2 separate regions of the Gasterosteus aculeatus genome follow, and region 1 is linked to region 2. The links are chromatin contacts, called in public Hi-C maps. All regions are on one chromosome and are shown on one strand. The core of a region is the stretch at or near the end of the contact, and the rest is flanking DNA. Distances in the headings are between cores, read along the strand shown. Region 1 overlaps cdkal1 (CDK5 regulatory subunit associated protein 1-like 1). Region 2 overlaps cdkal1 (CDK5 regulatory subunit associated protein 1-like 1).

What was found. Hi-C and Micro-C count contacts between places; a contact is called where the count stands out from the background.
Region 1: a contact with region 2 is called in a Hi-C map of liver, with 2.3 times the contacts expected there. The contact joins two enhancer-like sites. A contact is called at or near these places in 4 of 6 Hi-C or Micro-C datasets (liver, skeletal muscle, tail fin and 1 more).

The regions. Positions count from the first base shown.
Region 1 is chr20:12,633,734-12,637,547 of fGasAcu3.hap1.1, forward strand. All of the region lies in intron 8 of cdkal1 (CDK5 regulatory subunit associated protein 1-like 1), which reads left to right. Among protein-coding and RNA genes, the nearest start is that of cdkal1, 79 kb to the left of the region's middle. Within about 2 kb of position 2,423, at least 7 of the 9 cell types and tissues checked have open chromatin away from gene starts, as enhancers often do. A contact at or near this core is called in liver, where this site is marked.
Region 2 is chr20:12,561,642-12,565,482 of fGasAcu3.hap1.1, forward strand. The region is part of intron 3 of cdkal1 (CDK5 regulatory subunit associated protein 1-like 1); the gene reads left to right. Among protein-coding and RNA genes, the nearest start is that of cdkal1, 6.8 kb to the left of the region's middle. Within about 2 kb of position 1,555, at least 8 of the 9 cell types and tissues checked have open chromatin away from gene starts, as enhancers often do. A contact at or near this core is called in liver, where this site is marked.

The DNA of each region.
Region 1 (3,814 bases), core at 1,173-3,672, 73 kb after region 2:
ACAGAGGTAAACGGACCCGTTCGAGGGCAGCCGCTCATCACCGCAGCAGAGTAAAGGCTGCCGGGCTTTTACAATCTGTCAGTTACATCATGTGCAGAGTGTCATGTGCAGCAGCTGGTGACATTATCAGAACTGCACGTATACAGACCGTAAGACAAAGTCTCAGCTCTAGTTTGTCTCCTGTTGTTTGAGAGGAGTGAGGATGGGAGACGCACGCAGACGAGCAGAGAACTCAAATGTTGTTAGGAGCACATTGAGCGTAGTTGAGTCCCCATCAAAGTGCCGTCTATTGGAGAGACCCTGTGGAAAACAGTTGAGCTTACAATCACTAACTTGAATTCCCTGTGTGTGTGTGTGTGTGTGTGTGTGTGTGTGTGTGTGTGTGTGTGTGCGTCCATGTCAAATGTATTACCTTCTGGGCAAGCTTGCCTGGAGAAGCTAAAAATGGATTTTCCTGAATTTCCTCCAGCCCGAGAAGTTGCGGATATTTTTCACACGGACAGAAGTTTCTCCATGTGTGCTTTTCTGCAGGGTTCAGATTGCTACAAGCGTTTTTCATAATCTGGCATTTGTGTAGCCAACAAACTCAAAACAGATTTTCTCACACACACACAGCGGAGCTCAAGCGTATGTCACCTTTAACGAAGCATCATGAACTGATAACAAGTCTTCCATTACTTGACCTAATGTGTTTAACTGCGTCTGTGGAGTTTAATGCATTGAGCATGACAGACTCTGGGTAAACTCTTAACATTGTACGGGCTCCTTCTCCATTTCTGCAACCAAATGTACAACAAGTGTGTCTGCATGAAACCTGTGTACAGAAGACAGGATTGTGCTGGCAGGAAGCTTATGTGAAACGAGGAGGCCTGTCCAACAGAATCCGGCCTGTGGCTGTGTGTGTGTGTGTGTGTGTTGCTTTCTCAGCATACCAAGTATACTGTTCTGTACTACTCTGACTTTTATGGCAAACATCTTCCAGGTCCCGGAGGAGCTGTGGATTAGTCTTTAGTTTGTCTTCAATACTTTCCAATAGGACAACATTAAATTAAAAAAACGTTTTGAGTGAAATTAGAAGCTTTTGCAGATCCATGCACGTCCCTTTGTTACTTGTTGTTAATTCAATGGGGGGGGGGGGGTTCACAGTAGACATTTGATTGAGATTGAGGTGTAATTAATAACATTAATCAAAACCTCATTTAGTTTGGGTGTAACAATGAGGCTCTGTGCCATAGCGGCAAAGCCAATGTTAATAGTATTAGGCTTGTTAGTATTAATAATACTATATATATATATATATATATATATATATATATATATATATATATATACACGCTACCAGTCAAAGGTTTGGACACCACTTCTCATTTGAATGAATAGATAAACACATGTACAGTATTATTATTAATCTGATCTTCTTGTGCTTTTTCTGATGTAAAACGTACAAGTAGTAGGTGGTTTTATTTATTGTAGCTTCTGTATGGATACCAAAGAAAGGTTAATCTCCCAACGCGTTCTGATGGTTTGTCCGCTGTTTGCCGGCTTGATGCGTCCCGTTCATCCACAGGCAGCTGGACTGCCTCTACGCGTTGTAGGTGGACCCTCCTTGTTCTGCTGCCATGGCAGGTTGCAGTGGAGTGATTGAGAACCAGTTTTTGTTCCTCAATCACAGTGGCCGCAATTAAGATGCAGCATCATCCCTCAGCTCCTGCAGTCTGTTTCTCGCTGACGGGCCGCTGTCCGTCTCGCTGCGTCTTCTGTCCCTCCTGGTCTCCGTGTAAATATCCCATTGGTTGCGTCATTGTTGTCACTAGCTTGAGACCAAACAGACCACCGGCTTCATATACACTCACTAGACGAGTATTTAGGGCCCACGCGCACCGGCACCGCGTGTCCTCGGGCCCCGTCTGCAGTCTCACCTCTACCGCTGCTCAGTGTGTGTGTGTGTGTGTGTGTGTGTGTGTGTGTGTGTGTGTGTGTGTGTGTGTGTGTGTGTGTGTGTGTGTGTGTGTGTCTTTTATCACGTGTGTCTGTGAACAGTCTCAGTTTCTGCTAACTGGACGGGAGTCACTGACTCAGTAAAGAAAGGAGAGACTGCTTCTTTTCTTTCTTTCTTTCCCGTTATGGGAGCATATTAAATATCTTTTCTTCGGCTCTTTCTCTAGAAGTTCAAATTAACTGCCGCCATCTTTCACTCGCTTTTCTGCCGCTGTCTTCTTGTTTGCCCTCTTTTCATTCTCCCTCCGCGGGCTGGATAAAAAGGCAACACAGGGCGGTGCGTGCGCGTGCACGCGTGTTTGTTTGTGCGCGTGTTGCGTCTCGTCCTGTGATTTAGTGCCAAGCTGGCAGCGGAGACGAGTGAATAGGGGGCCCCGTTTCACACAAAGGGAGCACGGGATACACACGAACACACACTCGCAACTCCCAGTCAATGCCAGACTGCAGGCCACCAACTGCACACCTGGCATGCTGCTATTATGTCACCAGTGTGTGTGTGTGTGTGTGTGTGTGTGTGTGTGTGTGTGTGTGTGTGTGTGTGTGTGTGTGTGTGTGTGTGTGTGTGTGTGTGTGTGTGTGTGTGTGTGTGTGTGTGTGTGTGTGTGTGAGAGAGATTGTGTAAATCCAGCAGACACCATCTGCTCTGTCCTCTGTGAACTTGTCTCCACACCTCTTCCCTCTCCACGATATCAAAATACATTAAAGCCTCTGGTGAGCGTCGTACTTTTTGACTGTAGTATTCTCCCCCTGTTGCGGTATATATCTCAGTGGTACTAAATGTTCCGTATTCCGTTGTACTGCTCGATGTGTCGTATATCTTGAGCTGTGAACGTGGTTTTAGTGGTGTTGATGACTCTTAAGAACTAACGTGTGTAGTCTTCACCACAGCGCCGCTATTTAAAAGCACCATTGTACCTCCCTATACTCTATAATGGGCTCTATAATAAATCTACAATGCTATACACAGTCTTAACTACAGTTTAGGGTGACTACATAAAATGTAAACTATATGAATAAGTACTCAATAAATGATACGGTGTGACGTTGATACAGTACAACATTCATTTTGTTTTGTCACAGCAGAGAAGGCGTGTGTGTGAGACCCTTTCAGGGCACAGGAGTGAAGTTCAGCGAAGGTAACAAATGGCAAATGTTATAGTAATACAAGTTATAGAAGAATAGTAAGATTTGAAGTGAGCAATAGGTGACGTATCGCTCAGATTTTAAAGTTGATTTGGAGGTGATAGGCTTAATATCAGTTTCTCTCCGTTAAACATTAATTTGCCCTAGTCTCATTTTTCTTCTGTCAAACGTTTCTCTTCCTCTGACCCTCTCTCTTTTTTGTCTTTTCTCTCACATGAAGGCCATGTGTGTCTGTGTGGGGGAGGGGAGAGCAGCTCCACCTTCAGCCAATAGGTGGCAGTAGGACACTTAGATTCACACCCAGACCATGTGCTCTGCTCACTGGCCTTGTTATTGTCTGGTTGTCTTTACACACAGCAGTCTCGCCCCCTTCCCCCTCTCTCTCTCACACACACACACACACACCCAAAGCAGGCTTGTGCCTGTTAAAATGTTTAACTGCTGTAAGTCCTCTGACTCACATTTGGCTTTTAGTTCTTCCTCTCAAAATGCCACTGAGGGTGTGTGTGTGCGTGTGTGTGCTTCCTTTCCCGAGCACACTTCTGCTCCGTTGTTTACATACCAGCTTTGTCCTTGTTACTCCATGTAGTTTGTATCACAAAAGATACAAAATAAAATTCATACTTTTTGTTTTTGTTGCTGGACCAGATAGTAAATGAAGAAATAAACAACT
Region 2 (3,841 bases), core at 305-2,804:
TCTTTCAGGGAGAGTTTATGGGAGACTTTTTTTTATTTTTATAGTTGGTTGTTTTCTCTTCCCGCTTTGAATTTCTGGTTGAGAAAAATCTGTTTCAGACTGTGATTACACTACATGGCTTCTGGGAGTCTGAAGGACCTCAGCACAGGAAGACTTATTTCAAGACAAAGAAGGTGTAATGTGACACACTTGGAAGATTGAAGCATTCCTTTATGGATATTGAATCGTTCTAATCTCTGGATTGGGCTTTCTTTCTGTGTCCTTCTCTGCTCTTTAAAGTAAGGCCATGGAGTGACCACATAGAGATCCTTATCGACGATTCTTATCGTGTTTCTTTATTTTATTCAACTCCGTAAGAAATTATCAAGAAAATGATTTATTTTGTGTGTGTATGTATACTCTCATTCCAGTGTTTTTCACTGAGGTTGTTGGAAGGAGAAATTGCCTGTCATGGCCAGAATCAGGGGAGATTACACTCAGCACAGGTGGTGATTGTTTTGAATGGTATAGTATGGAATGCAATGCAATTGTCTAGAATGCCATGAAATTGTTGGGAGTGAATTGTGGAGAGTGGATTGAATTGGGCTTCTGAAGGAGGTGGTGTATAGACTGAAAAGTGGGACGTTGAGTTGGTTGAACCGTGTCCTACAAATGAAAATATCCAATGAATATGAGACGGACGCCTCTGTTGTTCGTATCCGCAGTGCCGATCTGCTGAGTTTAATCAAAGAGTTCGTACAAAGACGGCCTCTGCGGCTCTGCAAACATGACATCACCTTCTCCCCCTCCCTCACATCCTTCTTGCCTGTTTTCTCTTTCACACCCCCCCTCCCGCCCCTGTCCCTCTTTCATCTGCTCGCCAACTCTCAAACTATGACATCACCTGGTAGACATAGTAGAAGTTCTTCTGGTGGCCTGTAGGTGGCATCCTTCGCTTACTGGAAGAGCCTTTTGTTGAAAGACTGCATCGCCGCAATATCAGGATGAGGTCATCCTTCTGGAGAAAGATGCTCTGTGTTCTCATTCATAGTTTCAAAAGTTGTAACTTTCAGTCCATGAAGGCTGCACAGCATCTTATGGGGTCATTAATGTTGCTCGAATGCTCTTACTGAAATCAATATTTTGTGATGACATCACCAGACATGAAGAGTTTTACATAATAAGGCTTATTGATTAAGGTTAAGTGTAAAGTGGCTAGAGGTTACAAAGATTGGTTGGGGAGGGGGGTGCTCCTCATTCTTGAGTCTGAGAGCAACATGGCACTATCATAACAATATTTATTCTCAATATGATATTTAGGAGATGGGTATTTTTTCTCCTCCAATGTCTTTGTGCTTTGCCAGTTGATGGGAATTACTTGCCAGCAAGTTGATTTATTCATAAAATATAATTAAATGTTTCGTAATTCTGAGCAACCTGAGGAAGGTCCACCCCGTACTTTGTTTTCCACCTTTCACCTTTCCAGGTGCCTGTGCCCTGTACCCTGTACCCTGGCTTGACTCCCCGTGCGTGTTGAGCGCGGCTCGCGCTCAGCTTCTGTTCCTCTGTGCAACCAAAGAGGGCACTGTTTACTCGTGGCACTAAACTGCTACACATTACCCACCAACCCCCCTCTTGAGCAGCAGAGCACTGTGCCAAATAGTGACTTCATAGAAAGGCGTGTATGCTCGCATATGGGTGCGCGCACACACATGCACGTGCACACACAGACACTCAAACACCCTTCATGGAAAGTCACACCAGGATATTTTGATTGTTTTTGGCCGCTCTGCTCCCCTCCCAATGTCCTCTCTGCCTGCCAGCCGCACACACAGCACTTCAGTTATGAATTTACATACCGGTTAGGCAAAATTACTCCCCAGTACACAATGTCAGCCAAATGAGGCGTTCTCAGTTCCTGGTTTGGACACAAACGGTTGGAGGATATGGCTTACAGAGCTAGAGGATGTGTGCTTTTTATTGATGAGCAAGTATTCGTGCTACGCCCGGCGCGTTTCATACAGTATTATTTTACACCATTTAGACAATGAACGGCTTACCAATTATGATTGGTATGAAATGCATCATTAATTTAGGATTGGGAGACTAGATGCATTTTCAAAGAAGGGAGAAAAACATTCGGCATGTTTGGATATTTTATTTAGACTGGTACCACAGGTATAAATAGCATGCAACGTTTCCAGAAAATTGCTTTTCTTCTTGTTTTTTTAAATTTGATATACATTTTCCAGAATATCAATTGATGTTATTCCAAAATTTAGCAGAAACATTGCTTAACTGTTCTGATTCAGTTCCTACTGCATTAGTTACAAGCGCGTCGACTGCTTTGTGTGATTGTATTACATCACTGCGGAGTATTCTCACCCAGAGTGTGTGTGTGTGTGTGTGTGTGTGTGTGTGTGTGTGTGTGTACTTCGCATACATGCCGTCTCATTCATAAAACGGAGCGTATGGGGACCTCCCGATTGGCTGCCTGCGTGCTACGCAACATTACACGCCGCAATGTTGCAGCCAATGAAAACTTACAATGTTCGCTCTGACTCCACCTCTCTCACACACACGCGTACATTTGCACAGACATCCAGCTCACACACTCGCGATCGCTCGCTCTTTCTCACACACACTGCAGTGTGAATTGATGTTGTATGAGAGAAGCGCATGAGAGACGAGTTTTTCACAGTCGTCACCCTGCAATGGTGCGCACGTCTGCTGATGCGTCTACGCGTTTGATAAAAGTTACGGGCTGGCTCCGTCTTTCCACTATCTTTCAATCGCATGATGTGAGTCTAATAGCCCCACTTTGCTTAAGGGAAGGGGTGAGAAAGATAAAAGGACGAAGGGATGCAACAAGAGTCTGCGGGGAAGGGAGGTGGGTGCTGGGATGAAGTGTAATGACGAGAGATGCAGATGCACTCGATGCCAAAATCCGCCAAAGCGACAGTTGGGAGAAAGGGAGGCGACTGGGGAGAGCGATGTGCTGCCAGGAAAAGAAAACTAAACTGGCAAATCTTTTAGAAACTATTAGATCGAGGATAAACGTAATGGAGGAAGGTTAAGAGATAAACCGGGGGAAGTTTGAGGACTAGGAGACAACCGCAGAGATGCATAGAAGAGATGCAAGGAGGTTAAGCAATGGACACAAATCAAGTGACATAGTTGTCTGAAAAGAACAATAAAAATGTAACTAGAAACTGAATATAAATGTCAATGTAAGCAAAAGAAATACATTTTCATAATTGCATATAAACCTGAATTGAATGGATTAGATGGAACCTAAAGTTCAGCACAGGCGTTTGACCGGTAGACAGGCTGTTAATATTTAAATAAGGATATGCAAATAGTAGTGTGGTGACATGAGGGTAAAACTATTTTGAATATTAAAGTTATTTGGCAAAACAGGTGTTCCTTTTGTTTGGGGGTTTACTATCCCACTTACTATTTTGTCAGAATTGATGCTGTAAATGATTGCAGTTGCAGTCCAAAGTACATGTTTGTATTGTGTAAGTACGGTTTAAACCGAACAATACTGCTGTGAAGGAATCGCTCTTTGTGTCACACCGACTCACAAAGCTTTGAATTAGACTGCGGCCCGACATGTATGCCCACGAGTCTACGCAGGCAAGTGTGACCATTCAGAGCCTTGGGTGATCCTACAAGGTGACCCTCGTGTAGGCAGCACCCAGTAACTTCTTAGAGGCCATGGGATTAGGGACCCCGACCGCTCGTGAAAGTGAATCTGACAACCCGAGGAACAGAGGGATCCGCAGTCGATCTAATTCATTGATTGCTCTGAGGAAAAAAAGTTACGTTGGTTTCACAGATCGACCTGAGAAGTTCCGTA